Regions from separate parts of the Ovis aries genome. Here region 2 is linked to region 1. A link is a contact called in public Hi-C data. All regions are on one chromosome and are shown on one strand. The core of a region is the stretch at or near the end of the contact, and the rest is flanking DNA. Distances in the headings are between cores, read along the strand shown.

Region 1 (7,952 bases), core at 1,895-4,394:
ATTTTGTAATATGGGTTTTTCAGTGATAAACATAAAAAAGTTGCCCCCCATCTTCTGCTGTGTGTATTGAACGTAAACCAAGAGCTGGTCTAGATTCATCCCATGTGTGCATTTACTCTTTGCAACCCCTTGGACTGTAGCCCACTAGACTCCTCTGTCCATGGGATTCTCCAGGCAAGAATAACGGAAGGGTTGTCATTCCCTTCTCCAAAGATCTTCCTGACCCAGAGATTGAACCCAGGTCTCCTGTACCGTAGGCAGACTCTTACCGTCTGAGCCACCAGGAAAGCCCCTGAAGTATTTGCTGTGTATAAATATGACAGTAATCACTCTTGCCTTATATGCCTTTTCAGTTCTGTGATGTCCCAGGGTGTTGCATAGTAAATACATTTTGGAGATGTTTTGGTCTGTTCTCTCTTCTGGCATAAAGTTTATCATCTGTGTGGTTAATTTTACACATCTCTTGGCAATTATATGCTTTTCCTTTGGGGTGCACAGAAGCTGAATAGTGCCTCCAGTTTATGTCACTTCTATTTTAGAAGCAGAAATCTTCAGTTTCATATAAGAAAGTTTTATGTGATTGTTCTGGAAAAGTTCTACTGGTTTACCGAAAAGGCTTCACATTTTGCGTGACTGTCATAAAACTTTCAAAGTAGATAACATGCAGTCTAAAGAAAGAGTCCAGTTTTTAGATGGTCACTGTTGTATGGTTTAGTAATATTTTTGCTTTTATGGTTTTGTGTGGTATTATCACACCCACAGATTTGTAGTGAGTTTATATTAGTGTTGTTCTTGATGTAGGCTTAACATTTATTTGGAGTTATTTATGTTACTGTTTTTGTTAGTACCTTGAGCTTTAGAAAACCAATTTTGAGCCATTTGTTTTTTTGATTGGCGAATAAGAAATGCCAAGAAAGCAAATTCAATAGATAAAAGCAATAATATTCAAATGACATGAAATAGCAAATTTTACATCAAATTGGTATAAACATCTCTAAACATTTACTCTTCATTTCTGTACTTTCTTATTGTGGACCACACATTGAGTAACTCTGCTCTAAGATGTATCTCGCTGCAGCTGTATGATTCCTGGATCATACATCTTCTACTACTTACGCAGAAATTTTGTTTTCTCAAAATCACTAATATTCTTCTTGTCCAGTTTACACAGAAGTCAGTCTGCCAGCGATTTGTGGCTTTCACTGTATCTATTTCAGTTCCTAATATGCAGGGGATTTCAGACTAAGACCTGCTGCTTTTTGGCAAATGTATTTTTGATCACAGAGAAAGTGACTGCAAATAAGACAGCTACTGCTCGAGAGTTTATTCAAAGCCAGAGTAGCAGGTGGGAAGCAAGGAATGTTAAGAAACCCTCATGATGAAAGTATGCTGGAGTTAGCAAGAAATCAGCTTCTACTCAGACTGATGAGGAGGAGAAATGAGGCCCAGGTATGTCACCATTTGATGGTACCCTTGTAGAAGAAATGTGGGAGTATGGATTGGACAATAGCATGTTAGGCAAGTGTGCAGACTCAGACACAAATCTCATAGGTAGTCTTTAGTGACCCAGTCGGTGGTCCTGTCTTCATTCCTGTCCACTCTGTACTTTTTTTTTTTTAGTGAACTTAAGGAAGCATCACATTTACAAATGTCATGATGATGGGAAGAATGGTAAATGGGCTAGTCAACATTCCACTCTCCAAAGAAATTTGGACAGGCTAAAATCAGGACTGAAGTAAAGTATTGCACTCGGGACTAAAAAGCCAGTTGTGTAACCATAGCATGCAAATAGAACATGTATTCCCTGGTGGCTCAGATGGTAAAGAACCTGCCTGCAGTGCAAGAGACCCAGGTTCGATTTCTGGGTCAGGAAGATGCCCTGGAGAAGGGAATGGCAACCCACTTCAGTATTTTTGCCTGGAGAATTCCATGGGTGGAGGAGCCTGGCAGGTTACAGTCCATGGGGTTGTAGAGTCAGACATGACTGAGCAACTAACACTTTCACTACTTTTTATAACAAGTATACAAGAAACTTGGGGATTTTAGGTTACTTTAATCCTAATGTGAATGTTCTTAGGAAGTTGTTAGTGTCTTAAACTGCATTAATTAATGCAGTATATATGCTGGTTAAATCACAGCCTGAAGCAATTATATGAGGACCACACTTAGGGCTATATAAAATACTGTGTAAATTTGATGAGTCTACTAATATATATTAAATTCTTTTCATGTTGCTGTACCATAGCAATTTTGCAGGTACTAGTCCATCAATTTTGTAAGCAGTTATGTATGTCTGGATTTTCTTTTGGAAGAAATATGTTCTTTTCACTGGCAAGAGATGACTTTCTGCAAGGATGTTGACAAGGAGATGGTGATAAGGACAACCAATGATTTTTAAAAGGGGTCTCCAAGCTGTAGACCACAACTAAATCCTGCTAGCAACCTTTTTTGTGTGGTCACAGAGCTAAGAATATTTGTTTTGTTTTGCATTTTAAAGGATTGTAAAACAGAAAGCAAAGAATATGCCATGGAGACCTTATGTGGCTTGCAAAGCCTAAATTATCTATACCTTTATGAAAAAATTCTGTCAACTCCTAGATGAAATATTGGACCAATGAAAGAAGAGATAACATTTTAAGATCTTTTGCATCAGGAGCCTGATGACTAGAAACAAATATTTCAGTACAGAGAAATTGTGTGATTGGATTACAAATTAACTAGGCTTATGTTCACGGTTAGGGTTCAAAGCTATGTAGAAAATCGTCATTATATCAGTTATTTAGGCAAAAGGAAGAAACTTATTTAACAATTTAAGTAAATTTAAAAGAAATTAGATTTAATCGTAGTTAGCAGCTATAGCTTGCCAAATTTGAGCTAATTTTGTCTACTTGAACAGTCGTTGACTGTTGGATGGGGAAGTAGCCCCACAGCCTGCTAGGAAGAGACGGGCAGGAAAAAACTAGTCTAGTACTAAGAAGTTATCATTGATAATCTATAAAGAAGAGAAACAGAGAAACTAATTAAATCTGTGAATCAAAAGGGTTGTGTGTAACTTTTTATAAATCCACTCTTTTATGCTTTATGTAACCCACAGGCAAGGTTTTTAAAGGTGCTTTTGACAACAGAGCCTTGTTGGTAAGGAAATAGCACCACCTACTGACACTGGTTTAAAATGACAAATTATGAGCCATTGGAGAGGTTGGGAAGGGGGGAGAGCGGTGATTTCTCATTTTTCCTGTATTTTTAGTAAATGGATGTGATTTTGGATTTATATTTTTGGTTCTGTGGTAATAGATATTTTAAAGGTTACTATAGCTTAGTTTAGTGACTTTATTCTGACTCTTGCTTTTTCAATCACAGAGTGTGTAATTAATGAAATATTCCATCTAGAGATCATTTTTATTCTCACCTCCCCAATTTCTCTCCCAAAATTTAAGCTGTTTTTGTGTAATTGAAGATGCTCCATTTTGTAACTAAATGAATTCTTTTATTTATTTTTTCTTTCAGATGATTCTTTGGGATTGGGACTTAAAGCAGTGGTATAAACCTCACTATCAGGTAAATATAAATGGTATCACTAATAGTTACCATCTGTAATCACATTTTTGACATATAAAGTTACATTCAGAAGACTTCTGTGCCATAAGATTTTTCTTTAGCTGAATTAAAATAACCAAAACTTCATTTAGGTAGATTTTTTAAAAATAAATTTTAATTGCAAAGGAAAAGAAAATGATCAGTAACCAAATGTATATAGTTAGTTTTTAAATGTTGCTGGTACAATCTGGGCTATCAATAGGAAATTGCACAGATGAATGAATTTTCACAAATTAAACTTCCCATGTCACTAGTACCCATAACAAAAAATAGAACATTACCAGCATCCTACAAGCCTCACTTATGTACCATTGTAGTCATTACGTATGTCTCCAGAGAAAATCCCCTATTCATACTTCTAGAAATTAGTTTTATTTATGAAATATATATATAGATAGATATACACATATGGAATCATACGAAATGGACTTTTTAAAAGATTTTTCATCACTTTATGTTGGTATCAGTGAAACTGAAAATAGACGTGTAGGAGAACAAAGGAAAATCAAACATCAAGGGATAACTTTGTTAACTTTTGATATATATCTTTATAGATCTTTTCCTAGTTTTCCAGTGTACTGAAATGTATAGTTTGTATAATTTTAGTACAAAAATGATATTATATTCCCTATGCTATTTTGAAACCTGATTTTTTTTATACTAACAGATTAATAAATATCAAATCCTTGTCATACGTGTGTACAGAAACATTAACTCTATTTATCACATCTATTTATTTAATGTTAGTTGTTCCAACATAAAACTTTGAAAAATGAACACCCCTTTGAATGGCTGAGTCTTATTTTTAAACAATAAATGGGATAACCACAACAGCCTATATTCTCTGATGTCACTGTTACAGTCAGGTGAAGTGAGGAAGGCCACATCTGACCTGTTAAATAAAAGGGACTGGGGTTTCTTGACCTAAATAGTGGCCTTTGCCTCAGTCATGTCCACCAAGATTCTCAGTTTCGAATTAAAAGAGTATCATCTACGTGCTCTGTCACTCAGTCATGGGCGACTCTTTGCGACCCCATGGACCCCACCAGGCTCCTCTGTCCATGGAATTTTCCAGGCAAGAATACTGAAGTGGGTTGCCATTTCCTTCTCCAGGAGAAGAGTATCTAAATTACTGCTAAAATCTAAAGATAGTAAGCAGTGATGGTTCAAGCATGGGCTTGTAGTCTCACAGAATTTTATTTCTTCTACCCCTCTTTTTCTTTTGAATAATCCTTAAAAAAAAAAAAAAGAAAAGAAATGTAGGGGGTTCCCTGGCAGTCTGGTGGTTAGAACTGGGTGCTTTTATTGCCCTGGTCTCGAGTTTGATCCCTGGTTGAGGAATTCAAGATATGGTAGGCCACACAGCATGGCCAAAAAAAGAAAAAATTGGAAGTGTAACACTCATGTATAAAAGTGCACAAGTCACAACTGTACAACTTGATGAATTTTCTCAGTGAATATATACATGTGACCATTTTTCAGATGAATTCAGCACCCCAAAAGTCCCCTGCCTAGTCATCAGCTTCTCCCAGGTGTTATTTCAGTACTGATTTCTGTCATCACAACTTAGTCTTTTTCTGAATTGTAAGTAAATAGAATCACTCATATGTGTTTTCTGTTTTACTTTTTTCAAAATTTATCTGTATGATTAATTCGTTATTATGCGTAGTAGTAATTCACCCACTCTTATTCCATTTAGTGTTTTATTGAATGAATATACACGCAATTCATCCAGTCTATAGTAGACTGACATTTATTTTTCAGTTTTTTGTCTATTTCAAGTTACGCTGTTGGAATATTCTTGATGTCTTTTGTTGGATATTAGAGGGGAGTATGCATGTATATGTTCAGTTTTAGCAGGAAGCACCAGATAATTTTCCAAAGAGAGTTTATTACTTTTACCCAGCCATCAGCAGTATATAGGTGTTCCCAGTTGATCCACATCTTTGTCAGCACTTGGTAGTGTCTGTTTTAAATCATTCTGGTAGCTGTTGAAGAGTATCTTATTGTGGTTTTAATATTTGCATTTCATTGATGGCTCATCAGGTTGAGAATCTTTTCATGTTAATTTGCTACTCAGATATCCTCTGGTGAAGATCTTTTCCCCATTTTTTCCCCACCAATTATCTACCTTTTACTTAGTGATCAGTAGGAGTTCTTTATGTATTTTGGACATGAATATTCCTTAAGAAATCTTCTCCCTGTCTGTGGCTAATCATGGTGTCTTATTGAAAACACTCTATTCATCAATCATTTCCTTTTATGTCAACTTATCATTTCCTTTTTATTTAGTGGTTTTTGTATGTGTCCTACATAAGAACATCTTGTCTACTCCCTAGGCGGTGTCTACCCTCTTCTGTTACCTCCTAGCAGTTTTATTGTTTTACTTTCCATTTTTAGATCTGTAATACATCTATAATTGATTTTTCTGTATTGTGGTTTATGTATCAAGACAGCTTTTTTCCCACATAGTTATCTAGTTGATCCACTTCCAGTTATTGAGAAAAAAATCTATCTTTCTTCTTTGCACTGTATTGTCACCTTTGTCTTTTTTTATGTTAAAAATCTCGCTATTTTTTTAGATGGTAATAAGCTAACTTTTTTTTTAATACAAATTTATTTTAATTGGAGGTTAATTACTTTACAATATTGTATTGGTTTTGCCATGCATCAACATGAATCTGCCACAGGTATACACGTGTTCCCCATCCTGAACCCCCCTCCTTCCTCCCTCCCCGTACCATCCCTCTGGGTCGTCTCAGTGCACCAGCCCCAAGCATCCAGTATCATGCATCGAACCTGGACTGGTGATTTGTTTCATATATGATATTATACATGTTTCAATGCCATTCTCCCAAATCATCCCACCCTTGCCCTCTCCCACAGAGTCCAAAAGACTGTTCTATACATGTGTGTCTCTTTTTTTGTCTCGCATACAGGGTTATCGCTACCATCTTTCTAAATTCCATATGTATGCGTTAGTATACTGTATTGGTGTTTTTCTTTCTGGCTTGCTTCATTCTGTATAATAGGCTCCAGTTTCATCCACCTCATTAGAACTGATTCAAATGTATTCTTTTTAATGGCTGAGTAATACTCCATCGTGTATATGTACCACAGCTCTCTTATCCATTCGTCTGATGATGGACATCTAGGTTGCTTCCATGTCCTGGCTATTATAAATAGCACTGCGATGAACATTGGGGTACACGTGTCTCTTTCATTTCTGGTCTCCTTGATGTGTATGCCCAGCAGTGGGATTGCTGGGTCATAAGGCAGTTCTATTTCCAGTTTTTTAAGGAATCTCCACACTGTTCTCCATAGTGGCTGTACTAGTTTGCATTCCCACCAACAGTGTAAGGGAGTTCCCTTTTCTCCACACCCTCTCCAGCATTTATTGCTTGTAGGCTTTTGGATTGCGGCCATTCTGACTGGCGTGAAATGGTACCTCACTGTGGTTTTGATTTGCATTTCTCGGATAATGAGTGATGTTGAGCATCTTTTCATGTGTTTGTTAGCCATCTGTATGTCTTCTCTGGAGAAATGTCTATTTAGTTCTTTGGCCCATTTTTTGATTGGGCTGTTTATTTTTCTGGAATTGAGCTGTAGGAGTTGCTTGTATATTTTTGAGATTAGTTGTTTGTCAGTTGCTTCATTGGCTATTATTTTCTCCCATTCTGAAGGCTGTCTTTTCACCTTGCTTATATAGTTTCCTTTGTTGTACAGAGGCTTTTAATTTTAATTAGGTCCCATTTGTTTATTTTTGGTTTTATTTCCAATATTCTGGGAGGTGGGTCATTAGAGGATCCTGCTGTGATGTATGTCGGAGAGTGTTTTGCCTGTGTTCTCCTCTAGGAGTTTCATAGTTTCTAGTCTTACGTTTAATCTTTAATCCATTTTGAGTTTATTTTTTCTGTTTCTTCCTGGTTCAGTTTTGGAAAGTTGTACTTTTTCTAAGAATTTGACCATTTCTTCCACGTTGTCCATCTTATTGGCATATAATTGCTGATAGTAGTCTCTTATGATCCTTTGTATTTCTGTGCTGTTGTGATCTCTCCATTTTCATTTCTAATTTTATTGATTTTTTTTTAAGTTTTTTATTTTTTTAATTTTAAAATCTTTAATTAGATCTTTCTCCCTTTGTTTCTTGGTGAGTCTGGCTAATGGTTTGTCAATTTTATTTATCCTTTCAAAGAACCAGCTTTTGGCTTTGTTGATTTTTGCTATGGTCTCTTGTTTCTTTTGCATTTATTTCTGCCCTAATTTTTAAGATTTCTTTTCTTCTACTAACCCTGGGGTTCTTCATTTCTTCCTTTTCTATTGCTTTAAGTGTAGAGTTAGGTTATTTATTTGAC
Region 2 (7,952 bases), core at 3,594-6,093, 210 kb before region 1:
GCAATGGCACCCCACTCCAGTACTCTTGCCTGGAAAATCCCATGGATGGAGGAGCCTGGTAGGCTGCAGTCCATGGGGTCGCTGAGGGTCGGACAGGACTGAGTGACTTCACTTTCACTTTTCACTTTCATGCATTGGAGAAGGAAATGGCAACCCACTCCAGTGTTCTTGCCTAGAGAATCCCAGGGACGGGGTAGCCTGGTGGGCTGTCGTCTGTGGGGTCGCACAGAGTCGGACACGACTGAAGTAACTTAGCAGTAGTAGCAGCAAAGCAAAATAAAGTAAAAATAAACATTAAAAAAAAATGTTGCTGACTATCTTAGTGATACTATGATCACATAATCAATATAGTGGCAATGCCTGCTATTTATCTGCATAAAAAGTGACAAATTGAAAGTATATAGTAAGCCACTCCCTCCCCTCATATCTAATATCTTAAGTAAGATGTACTTTTAGCCATGGGTAAAGCTGAGTTTTTTCACCTTGCTTTTTAAGTTCTCTAAACTGTTTAATTTTGCTTTAATTTGATTTGAAAATTTTTAGGTATTTTTATTTAGGTGCTAAGATCTATGAAACACAATTATAGAGACTCACCTTGTAGGCTTTGGCATTCAGTTCACTGCTCTAAAAATGAAAACATGGTTAGTGAAGTTTGAAATAAGGACACTCTTCTTTAACACATTTGAATAATCATTTGATCTGGAAATTATTTCACCTTTTATTAAAAATGTCTTTTAATTCTCAAAATAACTAATCTCTTATTGCCCTAGCAAAATAAAATACATTCTGATCTTATTTTCATATAAATCACCCTGAGATTGTTTGGAAAGCCACATTCTATATTAAAAACAGGCATTTCTTCCTTTAATGGGCCAAAACTAGCAATTTTTTTTAGTATCAGAATGGCTTCAGAATTTCTTTTCCTTTGGCCTATTGCTGAGGTGGCAAGGGCAACCTAACCATTAAGAAACAAAAGAATAGAGACATTTTAGGATGAAAAGTGTATTCTTATAAATAAGGCAAAATTTTTCACTAGTTGTATCTCTTTTTCTTTCCTCCCTACAAGAGAGAAAAAAAATCAATCCATAGTTGACCAGTAAGTAGGCTAATAATTTCTTAGATACTGGTCATAATAAAAGTAAGTGAAAGTGTTAGTCACTAAGTCTGACTCTTTGCAACCCCCTGGCTCCTCTGTCCCTGGAATTCTCCAGCAAGAATACTGGAGTGGGTAGCCATTCCCTTTCCAGGGGATCTTCCTGACCCAGGGATCGAGCCCAGAGCTCCCTCATTGCAGGCAGATTCCTTACCATCTGAGCTACCAAAGAAGCCCCAATAAAAGTAATGTGCCCTTTAAAACCGATGTTTTCTAGAATTGAAGTCCAAAGTTATATGTGCAATTCCCTTCTCTGCTGCTAGGTGGCAATTAATGCCTTGGAGAGAAAAAAATCTCCACCCATCCCTTGCCCTCCCCCTCATCTTTCCCCACCCAGAAAGATACGTGCATTTTCTTTCACTTAAGGTAAGAATTTTCTTAAGGATAATTTTCTCTTTCCTGCTTTGTTTTGTCCGAGTGAATTTACATTCACCTTTTCCTTTAATTGTTAAGAATATCACATACAAAGCCAACACAATCTGCCATAGCTCGAGAAGGATAGATCATATCTCTTAAAGAGGGTGGTTTCCAAACAGAGTGTATGTTCATGAGTGATATAGAGTAGGAAGTTGTTATAATTTCCCTGCAGAGGTTTGTTTTTCTCAATTTTAGTAAAGAAAAATTTCCTGTGAAAGGAATTACAACTGGACCACACTACCATTATGCCAAATGTTGTATAATTAAATAGAAAATAAAAATAAAATAATTTTTTTATTTCAGTGTGGTGAAATTGCTTTTTTCAAGTGAACTACAGGACAAACAGTGAAATAATTTTTCATAAGACTCACAGAGTGGTATTATACAAAAAAATAATAATTTTTTTCAGATAACCTGCCCTGATTTATCTGTTCTTAGTGAAATTATTTAAAGACTACACATAGTTTCTATTTATAAGTTGACTGAATCTCGTCTACATCCTTTTTAAAAAGTATTTAACCAGAGACGTTGTGTTTCATGACCTTCTTTACCAAGAGTATATGCAGTGGGTGTTGGTTTTATATAAAATTCAAAATATCAAATCCTTGTTCAAAGAAGACTCTCAGTTTAGGTCTTAAACCAGACAGACTCTCCCCAGGCTGAACTTAATGAAGCCGAACACCAAAAAGAAAAGCTGCCCCTGGCATTCTAGGCCTTCCCTGCATCCAGATGGCCTGTCTGTAGCCTGGCCAGAACCAAGCCCTTCCTGCTGCTGGCCTTGGATGACAGCCCCCAGCTGCACCAGCTTCCATACCCTATTAACTCTTCAGTGTCCAAGATGTTTAAGAAGAGTTGGGACCTCCACTGTGATTTGGACTGAAAGGGTAAATCAAGTTTTAAGCTCGAAGTTTACTTTATAAAATTTTTATCCACATCCCCTCCTCCCTCCCCTCCCATAGGCTCCTGCCCACAGTAGCTCAGTCAGCCGATTGGCATCAGAGGAGCACCGTTTGGAAGGGAGTGTGTGTGGGCAGTCTGCAGGTGAGGTCAGGGCTGCCAAGGCAGACCATGCGGTTTGTCCTGTGCCTACACCCAATACCTGACTTGTGCCTTTCCAGAGCATGAGTAGACACACAGCAGTCCTGCTGTTCAGGGTGTGGGTAATTTTGAAGTGTATTTTTTTTTAAATAACTCGTTCACAAGACTTAAGTTCAGCAAACAAGAGTGCATAAATGGGAGATATACCATGACCATGCATGGATTTAAGAGAGCTTCTCTGAAGCAGTTGTGCCAGAAAAACAAACCTACTCTGTGTTTTAAAAGTATTCTTGGAAGTCTTACTAGTGGCAGCAATTGTTCTTGTCTTGGCTTTTCAGAGGTTTGTTTATATGTGGGAATTTCACCAGGAGGTAATGCACAAAGCAAACGTTACACCTGAAGGCAGAATTTCCCTATGGTTTTGCTTTTCTCCACATAGAGAGATGTTATTAACTGATTTGTAAGGGTGCTTCTCTGTTGGCAAGAATAGGTATTTTCAGCAAGAAAGCCTATATCAGTCTCCTTATTTTTGAATCTCATTTCTTAGTTCTGTGCTGTTATTTTTAATTATTATTATTATGCCTGTTGCCAAGCTATTCCACTTTCCACAGAGTTGATTAGAGACCTGAGAAATCCAGGCCAACATAAAGACCCAGTTTCCAGATCAGACTACGTGAAAAAAGGAAAAAAAAAAAAGAACAGCAAAAGTACTAAAAGTCCGAAAAAGAGCTTAGCGCTGTAGAGGATAGAGATTAAAAACAGGAACTCACAGAAGGAAGACTGAAAGGATTAAAAAAAAAAATAGAGTACTGAGATGAAAATAAAATATATAAAAGAGAGAATAAAAATAGATCTGATCTATCTGGTGCTTTGCAGTGTTTAGCCTGGAGTGCTGGGTGGCTCCTTTGAGCAACAGAACCTCTCTCAAGAGTTGACATGAAAGACCGCTCTGGCACCGGTTTTGCATTTGTGACTTTAGAACTGAAACCCTTCCCTTGACCCTCTCCATCTCCCCAGCTCTGTTCAGACCATTCCCCTGGTTTCAGCTATCCCAATTGCTTCTCTCCATTTGGCTGGCTCTCAAATGCACAAGATTGTGTTTCCAGGCCATGACCTTGTCTCTTTGCAACTAAGATGATGAAAATAAGGACTTGCCACAGGGAGGCCTGGCGTGCTGCAATTCATGGGGTTGCAAAGAGTCGGACACGACTGAACTGAACTGAAATGATCCAGCCATGTTGTCTCAGGCCAGTTTGGGCAGTTCCTCCCCATTGGACCTAGTCCTCAGGACTCTTCTTTCTGTGAAAAATGTAGTGAGCTAGGCAGGCATTTAGGAGAGGTTTGTCCCCAGTGGGGATGGGATATCATTTCTCAGAAAATAGGCTGAGGTCATCTAAATGCAGAAAGAGCAAAAAGGTCCATCACTTCTGAACATAAATGTCTAATGACTGATACTGATAACGGACAGATTGCAACTGGATTTTCACCGAACAGTAAAATTCTACTTGCATGAGAAAGTATATGTGAGAGAGAAAAAAAAAGAAACTAACACATGGAGATTAGAGATCAACTTTTTCTCTTAGTAAATCTGAAGAAAAGTCCAATTAAAGGGGGACATAGTTTAGAATAAGTTATCTGATGTTAGTTTAATGCTCTTTTTTTGAAATGTGCATTTTGTTCCTGAGAAATGAATTGTACTTCCCTTTTCATTTTGAGGAGAGGGGCAAAAACTTGGGGGCATCATTCCTGTGTTCTAGTGCCAAAAGAAAATTATTGGCATGAGAAATGTTATGAATTTATGAAAAACAATAGTTTTTTTCCCCTAATTAGAGTGCTATGGTTTTCACTATTTTCCCCCATCACCATGAGAGTACATGTACAAAAAAATGGCATCTTTGCATACAACCCTTTGACCAGATTTCATAATTTTTGTTCTAAGCAGTCTTTACTAGTTTCAGTCTTTACAAATAAGTCTGTAAGTTTCTGAGGCAGCAAATATCATTAGGGTCTTCTCTGTCCTCTGCCTCTTGACCCCCAGCTGACACCCTCTATTCACCTAAAACGGTGAAGCTAGACCCTATTCTACAGAGCATTTTTTCCTTATGGTGCCACACAAAACCGTGGGGACTCCACTCTGGCCGAAGAGACAGACTGGCTGCCGACCAGTTCAGCTGGCTCAAGAGACGCCTGCTTCCTTGTCCTTTCACAGACAGTCCCTTCTGTGCTGACCTTTGACTAATTGGCAGGGCTCTTGAGCTCTGACCCTACTTCCTTTCTGGCCACACTCTTCCTCTCCACATTGTTGGTCCTTCTTGGAAGGGGGAAGAGCCTGAGGAAAAGGTGCTGGGGAGAGGAAAAGTGTTAAGTCCTGACATTCAAGCCCCTAAGGGTATTTTCCCCCTGCTTGATAAATGTTACTGTTCATTTAAATGGATGTCAACGAAAGACTTGCAAATTAGTGGAAACAGAATTTAGTGTAGTCTATGCATGGGGTAGGTAACATACAAATCTCAGGAGACTATGCTAGTTGTTCTGCAAATGTCCTATAATCTTTTTAAAATTCCATATTTAATGGATTTTTAAAAACATTTTCTTACTTTTTGTAATTATTATGATCTGTAGTTCCATTGTGTAGAAATAGATTCCAGGAAAAACTGCAATGCATATAGACAGTGATCAAAGAGCTTAAAAAACTGATGTTAAAGCTTTTAAAAATTCCAACAATTTATCTCATAATCAGTTAATTAATTAATTTTGAAAGAGCCCCAACTAATATATACCTAAGACCCTTCACAGTATGTTTAAAACATTTTTTTAAGGTAAGGAATATGGAAGATCGATTGTAAAACTGTAGAAGTTCCTTTTCAATTGTGAAAGCAAAGATTTGAATGTATTTTCCTGATTTCCCTTTGATGACTTCAGTTATGGCACCTTATTTGCATGTATGGCATCTCTCCTGCTAACTTCCTAGAAAAAAACTCCCTCCCTCATTTGGTCGTGTTTATGACCCTTTAATCTAGGCCCCTTACCTTCCGAAAGTTGGCATTCAACTGAAACCAGAGGGAAAAAAAAGAAAAAGGCTTTTCCCAGTTTGTTGGCAACTTGTTGAAGGCAATTGACTGCTTTTCAATAGAAAACATTTCCTTCCCCTATTGTGTCACCTCTACCCCTTAAAACACTTTCCAGAGCTCTGACTGAGCCCTCCCTGGGTTGCCAGACAATGGCTTCCTTTTAAGTAAACTTAGAAGCAGCTGGCGTCATACACAGGTATTTTCTTGAGAAAGGAATCATTGATTTCTACCCATAAGGTGTACATAGTTAAGAGCAGCACAGAGCTGAAAGGGACTTCCCAATTCAACCCCATCCATGAATTTTATAGGGGAAGAGACTGAGACCCAGAGAAATAAGGGTATAGTCCAAAAAGATGCCTCCCTTTTTCTGTGCTATGGACCACCTTGTCAGTCTGGTGAAGCCTGTGATTCCCTTTCAGAATATTTTTAAGCATGTCAAATAAAGTACATGGAGTTGGACCCCCTTCCTTAAATCATGTAAAAAAATTAATTCAAAATAGATCAAAAACACAAACATAAGAGCTAAAGCAATGCAATTCCAAGAAGAAAACATAAAATTAAACCTTATGAATGTAGATTAGGCAACGGTTTCTTTAGTCTTTTTCAGTTCAGTTCAGTTCAGTCGCTCAGTTGTGCCCAACTCTTTGTAACCCCATGAATTGCAGCACACCAGGCCTCCCTGTCCATCACCAACTCCCAGAGTTCACCCAAACTCATGTGCATAGAGTCGGTGATGCCATCCAGCCATCTCATCCTCTGTCGTCCCCTTTTCCTCCTGCCCCCAATCCCTCCCAGCATCAGGGTCTTTTCCAATGAGTCAACTCCTCGCATGAGGTGGCCAAAGTACTGGAGTTGGAGCCTCAGCATCAGTCCTTCCAATGAACACCCAGGACTGATCTCCTTTAGGATGGACTGGTTGGATCTCCTTGGAGTCCAAGGGACTAGCAGTTTTATTGAAATTTGATTCCTATGCCATTTTGTTTTTGTTAGTTGCTCAGTGTGTCTGCTGAGTCTTTGCGACCCTATGGATTGTAGCCTCTCAGGCTGTTCTGTCCATGGGATTTCCCAGGCAAGAATACTGGAGTGGGTTGCCATTTTCCACCCCCCACCCCCCCCACACCCCCTTCCCGCCCGGAGGATCTTCCTGACCCAAGGATAGAACCTGGGTCTCCTGTATGGCAGGAGATTCTTTACCATCTGAGCTGCCAGAGAAGCCCATAAAATTTGTCTATTTAAGATATGCACAGGTTTGGCATATTTACAGAACTGTACAACCATCACTGTAATCTAATTTTAGAACCTAATGTTTCACTTTTTTAAACAATAAGGAGGATTTATTGGTTCATGTACAGAGACTATCAAATAATGACACTAAGGTCTAGATTTGTCTAAGTCTGTCTGTTCTGTTCTTCTGTCATTTTTTTTTCTTAAGAAAAATTAGATCTAATAAGGGACTTGTAGCCAAAATATATAAAGAATATTGGCAGCTCAATAATTAAAGACAAGCAATCCAATTAAAGAATGGGTAAAAGATATGAATGGGCATTTATCCAAAGAAGAGATCCCATGACCCATGGCCTATAACCGTGTGAAAAAGTGCTCAGCATCATTAACTATTAGGGAAATTCAAATTCACTTCATACCCCTTAGGATAGCTGTAATAAAAAAGCATGCAATAATAAGTTGGAGAGGATGTTGTGAAATTGGAACCCTCAAACACTTCTAGTGATGAGCTAGAATGGTGCAACCACGTTGGAAAACAGTTTGGCAATTCTTCGAAAGGCTGAACATGGTATTACCATATGACCAAGTAATTTCACTCCTAGGTATAAACCTGGGCTTCCCAGGTGGCTCAAGTAGTAAAGAATCTGCCTGTCAGTGCAGGCATGGGTTCAGGAAAATCCCCTGGAAGAGGAAATGGCAACCTACTCTGGTGTTCTTGCCTGGAAAATCCCACAGACAGAGGAGCCTGGTGGGCTACAGTCTATGGGGTCTCAAGGAACTGAACATGACTTAGTGACTGAGAATATGGGTATAAACCCATTAAAAATGAAAACATAGCATATAATCTACACAAACATTTGTGAGTGCTCATAGCATTTCAGCTATTATTCATGCTGATTGAAAAGTAGAAATAACCTAAATGTCCATCAATATGAATAAACAAAATATGGTATAGCCATGCAGTGAAATATTAGATGGCAATAAAAAGGAATTGAAGTCCTGATACATGATACAACTTGGGTGAACCTTAAAAACATGCCAAGTAAAAG

What was found. Hi-C and Micro-C count contacts between places; a contact is called where the count stands out from the background.
Region 2: a Hi-C map of liver shows a contact between it and region 1, with 8 times the contacts expected there. The contact joins two enhancer-like sites. A contact is called at or near these places in 9 of 16 Hi-C or Micro-C datasets (blood, hypothalamus, liver and 3 more).

Annotation. Positions count from the first base shown.
Region 1 is chr15:37,728,538-37,736,489 of ARS-UI_Ramb_v3.0, reverse strand. PDE3B (phosphodiesterase 3B) reads left to right here. Exons shown (of 14, transcript XM_042233027.2): 2 at 3,508-3,558. Among named protein-coding and RNA genes, the nearest start is that of PDE3B, 110 kb to the left of the region's middle. Within about 2 kb of position 3,144, at least 3 of the 54 cell types and tissues checked have an H3K27ac peak or open chromatin away from gene starts, as enhancers often do. A contact at or near this core is called in liver, where this site is marked.
Region 2 is chr15:37,944,947-37,952,898 of ARS-UI_Ramb_v3.0, reverse strand. All of the region lies in intron 1 of LOC132657871 (a long non-coding RNA gene), which reads left to right. Among named protein-coding and RNA genes, the nearest start is that of PSMA1, 15 kb to the left of the region's middle. Within about 2 kb of position 4,843, at least 9 of the 54 cell types and tissues checked have an H3K27ac peak or open chromatin away from gene starts, as enhancers often do. A contact at or near this core is called in liver, where this site is marked.